Regions from separate parts of the Ovis aries genome. Here region 1 is linked to region 2. A link is a contact called in public Hi-C data. All regions are on one chromosome and are shown on one strand. The core of a region is the stretch at or near the end of the contact, and the rest is flanking DNA. Distances in the headings are between cores, read along the strand shown.

Region 1 (4,885 bases), core at 520-3,019, 240 kb before region 2:
ATCTTTCCCAGCATCAGGGTCTTTTCAAATGAGTCAGTTCTTCCCATCAGGTGGCCAAAGTATTGGAGTTTCAGCTTCAACATCAGTCCTTCCAATGAATATTCAAGACTGATTTTGTTTAGGATGGACTGGTTGGATCTCCTTGCAGTCCAAGTGACTCTCAAGAGTCTTCTCCAAAACCACAGTTCAAAAGCATTAATTCTTCTGCGCTCAGCTTTCTTTATAGTCCAACTCTCACATCCATACATGACTACTAGAATAACCATACCTCTGACTAGACGGACCTTTGTTGGCAAAGTAATATCTCTGCTTTTTAATATGCTGCCGAGGTTGGTCATAGGTTTCCTTCCAAGGAGCAAGCATCCTTTAATTTCATGGCTGTAGTCACCATCTGCAGTGATTTGGGAGCCCCCCAAAATAAAGTCTCTCACTGTTTCCATTGTTTCCCCATGGAAACAATGCTTCTAATGCTTAGGTTATCTTTCTGCTTTCCAACTGCGCTTTCTCCTTGTGACATTTCCCTAGACACGTTTCACTGGCCAACCAAATGTTATGAACGGTGGATGACATCACAGACTATCCTGAATTGTTCTCTAATTGATTCATGAGTTTGTGTCTTATTTCTCAACCACTGTAGACTCTCTCCAGTTAGCTCACTGAGATCCCTTACTGGATGTGATCCATGGTAGGCAACAATAGTAGGCAAGGTGACTGAATATTCACTCTGCTGGTTACTAGGCAAATGGTCCTGGGATAATAATGGTACCTGCTGCTCAGGCTGTTGTGAGGATTAAATGAAATGATAGAAGGTTCTCAGAACAGCATCTGCACAGTTCAATGGAGTGTAGCTATTGTCACTAGTCCATGAAATTATCCTAGATTCCTCCCTTTTTCTTTACCCCTCAATGATCCAATTAATAACTAAGTCCATTCTCTCTTCTCTCTCCAGCTCACTGCCCTGCTTCAAGCCTCATCTTTTTGCCTTGATTATTGTGACAGCCACTGAAGGGGTCTCTCTCTTTCTAATATAGCTTCCACATGCCCTGTATGTCCCCTTTAGTAACATTCATCAAGCTTACTGTGACTTATTCAACATCTGTATTCATCAACAAAATTAAGCTGCACGTCTGATTCACAGTAGTATCTCCAGCTGCTGAGACCACACTGAACCCACATAATACTCACCAAAAAACATTTTTTCAGAAAAATCTTCTGATTCCTGCCCCGGATTTCTCAGAAATACTACAAAGTCCCCGAGACTTGATGGAACTATTCAGAGATGGGATTTATTCAATATCAAAATCCCACGTGACAGCAGAATAAAATTTGTAACATATCTGGCCAGGTCACTCTCCCGTTCGCAATCATGTGGGTCTCTACAATATTAAGGGTAAAGTCTCCTTTGTTCTCACTTTATTTCTAGGAAGACCATGGTACCCAGGAGAACAGACAGGGCATAGAGGGTAAGGGATGATGAATTGGGAACCCTGATCCAACCCAAAGCCAGGATGAGGGTGTGCAAGAAGTAAGAGAAGGAACATGGTTTACCTTGCCTGCCCTAAACTGTGCTAGAAAGTTCAGTTTGGAAGAGATGAGGGTGAGGCCTGTCCCAGCACAACCCAAAAGCTTTGCTCCTGCCCCAACTTACGCATTCTTGATCTGAGCATCTTCTGAATTGCGAGTGATCTGGAGCACAGAGTAATAATCCTGGCCCATGGCTGGCCGGTTGTCAGTCGGTGGATAGTCCTGACTCCAGTGGCAGGTCTGTTAGTCTGCATTCCTTGGTTGCTCCTGACAACCGCACAGGGGCACTCTGGGAGTTGTAGTCCTTCCTTCCTAAGCAAACCCCCTTCTCACCTGTGCCTGTAGAGGAGGGATTGAGAGAACTAGGACTGACTCTGTGAGCCTGATAAGAAACCAGGGTTTTTAGGGAGAGTAGAAATCAGTTTTAATTAAGTTTTCAGAGCAAACAGATTTGGCTTTTTTTTTTTTTTTTACTTTATTTTGCTTTACAATACTGTATTGGTTTTGCCATACATTGACATGAATCAGCCACAGGTTTATTTTAGAATGTTTTCAGATTTTCAGAAAAGGTGTGAAGATAGCATTCTCGTATGCCCCACACCAGGCTTCCCTTATCATAAACACATTACACAAGAATGGTACATTTGTCAGAAATAATAACCCATATCCATACATAATCTATGGGGGCTTCCCAGGTGGTGCCAGTGGTGAGAATCCATCCACAAACGAAGATGACACAAGAGAGGCGGGTTCAATCCCTGGGTCAGGGATTCCTATTCCTCTGGAGTAGGAAATGGCATCCCACTCCAGTACTCTTGCCTGGAAATTTTACATGGGCAGAGAAGCCTGGTAGGTTACAGTCCACGGGGTCGCAAAAAGTCAGACATAACTGAGCGACTGAGCACATACATAATCTATAACTCCATACTTTATTCAGATTTCCTAGTTTTCACCCTAGTGGAAAAAACCCTAGGTTTTTTTTTTTTTTTTTTCCTGTTCCAGGATCTGATCCAGGAAATAACATTACAATTACTTGTCATGTTTCCTTAGGCTCCTCTTATTTACAGCTATTTCTCAAAATTTCCATGTTTTTGATGACTTTGACAGTTTGAGAGTATTGATCAGGTATTTTGTGGAATGTCCCTCATTTGGATTTGTTTGATGATTTTCTTATGATTTCGACTGGGGTTGGGGTGCTTTTGGAAGGAAGACCACACAGGTAAAGTGCTATCCTCATCACATCAGGTCAAAGGTGTGTACCATCACAACTTATCGCCGAAGACATTGACCTTCCTTGATCACCTGCTGAGGCAGTGTTTCTCAGGTTTACCCGTTTCTGGCTTGTACTCTTTGGAAGGAAGAGTACATAACCCACCGTTAAAGAGTGGGGAGTTCCATTGCACCTCCTTGAGGGCAGCAGTGCCGTTTTCCTCTCAGTCACCCACACCCAGCCACCAAGCTCAGACCGTTTCACCTCCTAGACACCTCTCGAGCTCCTGCTCCGCTTGTCCTTCTCCTAGCCATGGCCTTGCTTTGGCTTTCTTCTCTCAGCAAGGCCACCACGACTTCCTCCCTGTCCTGCCACCTTGCCTCTACCCTGCCAAGACCTCACTCCACTGACTGCCCAGTTAATCCAAGCTGTTCATCCTGGCACACACTCTGTGATCGGCCCCCTCGTACTTGCTCTTACCTCTCACACCCACCTGTAGCACCAGCAATTGCCCAACTAACCATTCTCTCTCTCATACTCACCTGTGCTGCCACCTCTGCTCAGACCCTCCCCACCACACCCACCACGGACCCTGGCTTCAACCCAGATATTTTTTTCTTATGAAATAGTCTGTGTGCACAAGAGTAGCATTAGAGCATTTGTTATTGAAGGACAGTTGCCCCTGTGTTCCCCTCCCTACTTAGCCCTCTCTTACTCTATTATTATTGAGTTGGCCAGTAAGTCTGTTCAGGTTTTTCCAAATCATTGAAGAGAAAAACTAGAATGAACTTTTTGGCCAACCCAGTACTATGCATCTATGCAAATAGCATGTTGGTGCATGTGTATGACATCTTCATAGTGGCTCTTTAGCACTCACTGCTGATCCTGAATATTTGGGCATGTGTGTCAACTCTGCAAGATAATGTCAGTTTTCTGATGTGGAGATTCTAATTTATAATGGCAATGTAGTAGTATATGTGCGCTCCTTTTTGCTCCACATTCTCACAATTCTTGGTGTCAAAGTTTTAAATGTTTGCTGATATAGGTGTGAAATAGCATCTCACTGTGGATTTTAATTTGCATTTCTTGGTGGAGGTCTTTTCATTTTTATTGCCAATTTTTTTCTTCGTTGTGAAGTGCCTATTTACATCTTTTGTCCACTGTCTTTCTGGGCTGTCCTTTTTTAGAAAATTGACTTTTTACTCTTTATGTTTTATGTTTCTTTGTTGATAATATAAAATACAAACCCCTTCCACCTTGGAGCTTGTCTTTTTACCGTTTTTTTTTTTTTTTAATGGGGTCAAATTTATCAATCTGTTTCTTTTGGGTTATCCTTTCTGTGTCTAGTTTAAGAAATATTCCCTATACAAGGTCATAAAGATCTTCACCTATATATTCTTCCAAAAGTCCATTTGACTTTTAAATCTTTAATCCACTTAGAACTTATTTTTCTATATATGGTTCCATGTAGGTTTTTTTCTTTTTGATATCCCATTGTTCCAGAACCATTCATTCAACAGTCTGTTGTTTTCCCACAAGTCTGTATGACTGCCGTGTTAAGTACAGAAATCACCTAAATGTATGGTTTGTATCTGGACTACTGCTGTGGCTCCATGGGTCTGTCCCTGAGTCAGCACCTCGCTACAGCCCTTCCTCTTCTCCTCCTTCTTCCTCAGGGGTAATTTCTCTAGATACTTAGCCTCCTATTCCTCTCAAAGGGAAGTGTGTTATTAAGAAAGGAACTAATACCAGTCATACAGGGAAAGAGAGGTGCTACATTTTAAGACTCATCTCTCATTGTGGATGGAAATTCTTGATCGTTCCCTGATGACATTTCGGATACTAATGACGAAAGAACTCTCCTGGGTCCTCTGAAGCCACTACTACTACTGCCTCAAAGTATTATAGAACTTTCGTGTTGTCTGAGGCAAAAGATCTATTTTAGGTATATTTGGAAGTGACAAAACACACTTTTGGAATTGGGTCAAAGGACAGAGAAATCAGCTAGAAATCTAAGACGTAAAGGATAGCTGTTGGGGGAGTTGAGTGGTCAGAGTGACCATATCTTGATGTTGCTGAGCTCACATGGCATCTGGGTGACTTGAAGGAGGTGTACTTAGTGGCCCCAAGTTTAATTTTACTTGAATAAAT
Region 2 (4,719 bases), core at 588-3,087:
CATTCTATGGGTGTTCTTTTCATTCTCAAATAGTGTCCTTGATGCACTAGTTTTAAAATTTTAATCAAGTCCAATTATCTTTTCCTTTTTTGCTTATGTTTTTGGTGTCATATCAGAAAAATCCTTGCCAAATCCAATATCATGAAGATTATTTCTTACGTTTTGTTCTAACAGTTTTATAGTTTTGCTCTTAAAGCTTAGATCTTTGATCAATATGAGTTACTTTTGTAAATGACATAACATAAGGGTCCAACTTCATTCTTTTTAGCATATAAATACTGTTTGCATAGCAACATTTATTGAAGACTGTCCTTTCCTCATTGAATGGTCTTCATACTCTTGTTGAAAAGTGGCCATATGTGTGAGGGTTTATTTCTGTGTTTTCTGTTGTGTGTCTGTCCTTATGCATTACCACACTGTTTTCATTACTGTAGCTTCGTGGTATACGTGGAAGCCTCGAAGTGTGAGTCTTGCTTCTTTGTTCTCATCACTTTGGGTAGTTTGTCATCTTAAGTTTTACAGTCCATGAACACAGGATGTCTTTTCTATATTAGTCTGTTCAGACTGCTGTAACGAAATACCACAGACTGGGCAGTTTATAAACAACAGAAAATTTACTGCTTACGGTTCTGGAGACTGAGAAGTCCAAAATTAAAGCACCAGTGTGATCACCTGGCGAGGTGCTAGTTCATTGCCATAACCTTTTTTTCAGTGAACTCACAGGGTGAAAGGTGTGAGGGATCTCTCTGGAATCCCTTTTATAAGTAGTCCTGTTCGTGAAGGTTCCACCCTCATGACTTAAGCATGTGCCAAAGCCCTATTTACTAATACCATCATCTTTTGGAGGATTTAAGGTATAAAATTTTGGAGGGACACAAACTTTCAGACCATAGCTTTCTTCCCCTGGCCACCCAAAGTCCATATCCTTCTCACATGAAAAATACATTCATTCCATCCCAGTAACCCCCAAATCTACCTGTTCAAGTACTGACTCTAAAGCCTAAATCTGTGAAATTGTTAGTCACTCAGTCGTTTCTGACTCTTTGCAACCCCATGGACCGTAGCCTGCCAGGTTCCTCTGTCCATGGAATTCTCCAGGGAAGAATACTGTAGTGGGTACCCACTCCTTTCTCCAGGGGATCTTCCTGATCCAGGGATTGAACCCAGGTCTCCTGTATTGCAGGCAGATTCTTTACCGTCTAGGCCACCAGTCTCATCCAAATTAGAAATGGGTGTTGACCTAAAACAGATAAACTGCGAGTTACTTCTCCAGGTGGGGGAAGAAAAGGCTTTATTCAGAATCAGCAGAGAATTGCAGTTTGGGATCTGCAACTGTGGCAAGTCCCTGCGTGGCAAGGGAAGGAGAATGGTTTATTAGTGAGGAAAAGAAGGACTGTGAGAAAGTTCATGGCTTTTCATTGGCTAATTCCTTGCCAGGAAAGACTATCATTGCAGAGTCTGAGAGCTCCCTCTTCTGGTCTCCTGACTCTGACGCTTCTGTTGATTAATTTTTTTACATGGGTGAGATTCAGTGTTGATTGAACTTATGAACCCATTAAGTCAAACAAGTTATGTGCTTCCAGAATACAATGGTGGGACAGGCATAGGATAGACATTCCTACTTCAAAAAGGAGAAATAAAGGAATTCCTTTGTGGTCCAGTGGTTAGGACTTCATGCTTTCACTGCCGAGGGCCCCAGGTCAATTCCTGGTCAGGAAACAGATCCCACAAGCCACGTGGCATGGCTAAACAAAAGAAGAAAGGGGTAACAAGTCCTAAGCAAGTCCAAAACCCTAAGGTACACTGGGGCAGGGACCTGCACTTTGGACCTACTGGAGTGGCCACACCCCAGCTCTTGTGGGTTGGAATCTTGTGCTTGTGGCTCTGGAAGTGGAATCTCACACTCAAAACTGGCTCTACCAGTTTGGGGGTTTGAGAGCAGTCCCACCCCCACAACTCTTCTGGGCTTTGCCATCATAGGAGCTCTCTGCTGTACCCTAAAGTGGTTCTCTGATGGGGTTGCACACCAGAGGCCCAGAAGGGTCCATTCTTTGGAATCTGGGTGGACAAAGCTGGCTACACCTCTGAAAGAGCTGCCACCATGGCCTGCACTACACCAAGGGCAGCTGCGGGGCTAGATGCCAGAATTAGGGGATCAGATCCTGCAATGTGAAAGGGTACCAGGCAGCAGAAGCCTCTCCTTTGGAATTAATCTGTCCTTATATGCCCTTTCAGTTTGGGACAGTGATGGCAATGCCTTTGGGGTCATTCTTCTATCGCCTTGGACAATAGGTCCTGTCTTTAGATGACCAACCAATCTCCCCATTGTCTAGAATAGCTCCTAGCTTCTGTTGAAATGGTAGCTCCATATAAATCTTACCAAATCCTGCCACACCCTTTGTATTCTCTCTTAAATGAACTCTCTTATTCAATATGAATAGGCTGAGAATTTTTCAAATTTCGAGTTCCTGTTTCCCCTTTGATTAAGAATTTCACCTTTTTATTATTTTCATTTTCATTTCACTTCAGTGCACCACGTGGCATCAGCTCTCTTAGTTCCACTCACAGGGATCAAATCTGCACTCCCTGCAGTGGAAACACAGAATCTTAACCCCTGGACTGCCAGGGAAGTCCTAAGAATTCCACCTTTTAAATCATTTCTCTCTCCTCATATGTTAAAAATGAAACAACAAACCCCAAATGGAGTCACTTGAGCTAAGCCACAAGTCAACAGGACTTAACCTAACCTAATTGCAGTTTCAGCTTCTTGGAATGTGACCTTTAACCACTTGACCTGGAATTACCTGGTCAGCGCTAGAGAGATAACCCACCCAATAGATCCCATTTGTCCCCTCTAGGAAGATCAATCTGTTCTTTACTAGAAACATTTTTTTCCAACCCCCTGTTGCCTATAAAAAGCCTTCTGTTTTGTAGAGGTCCTCAGAGTCCCTCTCTATCCACTAGATGGGTTACTATTAATGGATCATTGAATAAAGCCAATTAGAGCTTCAAATTTACTCAGCTGAATTTTGTTTTTTAAACATTTGCTGGCAGCAGTTGAACTGAAGGCTACTTCTGATGGCTTTGGGGATGATGAGAAACACAGGCAAACCCATGAACCCTTTTGAGTTCTCTGTCTTTCTCACCATTTTCAAAGATGGTGGGCAAGTTCCTCTTGTTTCTGAGCTCTGCTCTCTTTGCATGGAGCTCCCAATCTAATTGGCTTTCCACCATTCCCTATTTTGAGTGGAAAACCCCATCATTTGGTTCTATCCCCAGATTCCACATCAGGAACTATTGGTGGTTACTGACCACAGTTCAACTGGGTCTGACTTAAAAACCAGACTGGGTCCATTGTGTTTTGTGTAGGTAAAGGCTATTGCTAACAGAAATCTTGGGAGCAGCTATAAAATTGTTGGGCATGGGTTGAGCATTTAAAAGCTGATAGAGCACTTGTCACCAATGCAGAGACTCCTTTGTTAGGATAAGCTGGTCGCAGAACAGGTTACATTGACAACAGGTCACCTCCTAACCTTAAGAAAATTTCCATGCAAAAATACACTGTAAAACATCACACAATTCCCAACTCAGCTGCACATCCTTTTTTTTAAAATTAATTTTTATTGACATATAACTGATTTACAATGTTGTGTTTCTGCTATACAGCACAGTGTATCAGTTATACATATATTCACTCTTTTGCATTTTTATTTTTTAATGTGTTTTTAAAAATATTTATTTTTTAAAGTTTATTTTGGCTGCACTGGGTCTTGGTTGCAACACACAGGACCTTCAATCTTCATTGCAGCATGCATGATCTTTTAGTTGCAGTATTCAAGCTCTTACTTGCAGCAAGTGGGATCTAGTTCCCTGACCAGGGTTCAAACCCCCACCCCTTGCACTGGGAGCATGGAGTGCTAGCCACTGGACCACCAGGAGGTCCCTATCCACTCTTTTTTTTAGATTCTATTCCCATAGAGGTAGGGCTTCCCATAGAGGTAATTGCAGAGTACTTTAGTAGATTTCCCTGTGCTATACGGTAGGTTCTTACTAATCATGTTTTATATATAGTAGTGTATGTATGTCAGTCCCAATCTCTCAGTTTAAATGTATTTTTGACTGCGCTGGATCTTTACTGCTGCACGCAGACTTTCGCTAGTTGCTGTGAGCAGGGGCTACTCTCCAGCTGCGGTGCATAGGCTTCTCATTTTCTCTTGTTGCAGAGCACAGGCTCTAGGGTGCAAGGGCTTCGGTAGTTGCGGCACTTGGGCTCAGTAGTTGCAGCTCTCAGGTTCTAGAGTGAAGGCTCAGTAATTGCAGCTCAGCTCTCGGGTTCTAGTTCTAGCCCTACTCATGAGGCCTCTAGTAGTTGCTGCTCTGACCTCTATAGAGTGAGGGGTCAGCCCCGAGGCATGTGGAATCTTCCCAGACCAGGAATCAAACCCATATTTGCCACTTTATAATAAGAATTGCCAATTTTCTCCTGTTTCCAGTAGCACATTCTTTATTTCCATCTGAGACTTCATTACAATGGTTTTTTCCATCTGTATTTCTACCAATATTCTGGTCGCTACCACTTAAGTATTCTTGAAAAAGAGAGGCTTGCTTTAAGCTCTCCTTCTGAGCCCTGCGAGTCCATTCTTATACCATATAGGCTTTTTTTCAGCACATACTTCCAAACTCTTCCAACCTCTGCTTATACCCACTTCCAAAGCTCTT

The links. A called contact is a pair of places that touch in the nucleus more often than the background predicts.
Region 1: a contact with region 2 is called in a Hi-C map of hypothalamus, with 2.5 times the contacts expected there. The contact joins the promoter of DNAJB13 here to the enhancer-like site in region 2. A contact is called at or near these places in 6 of 16 Hi-C or Micro-C datasets (hypothalamus, liver, mixed tissues and 2 more).

What each region holds. Positions count from the first base shown.
Region 1 is chr15:52,106,809-52,111,693 of ARS-UI_Ramb_v3.0, reverse strand. DNAJB13 (DnaJ heat shock protein family (Hsp40) member B13) reads right to left here and starts at 1,769. Exons shown (of 8, transcript XM_004016312.5): 1 at 1,649-1,769. The coding sequence starts at 1,716.
Region 2 is chr15:51,869,934-51,874,652 of ARS-UI_Ramb_v3.0, reverse strand. No RefSeq gene overlaps it. Among named protein-coding and RNA genes, the nearest start is that of PLEKHB1, 23 kb to the right of the region's middle. Within about 2 kb of position 1,837, at least 18 of the 54 cell types and tissues checked have an H3K27ac peak or open chromatin away from gene starts, as enhancers often do. A contact at or near this core is called in liver, where this site is marked.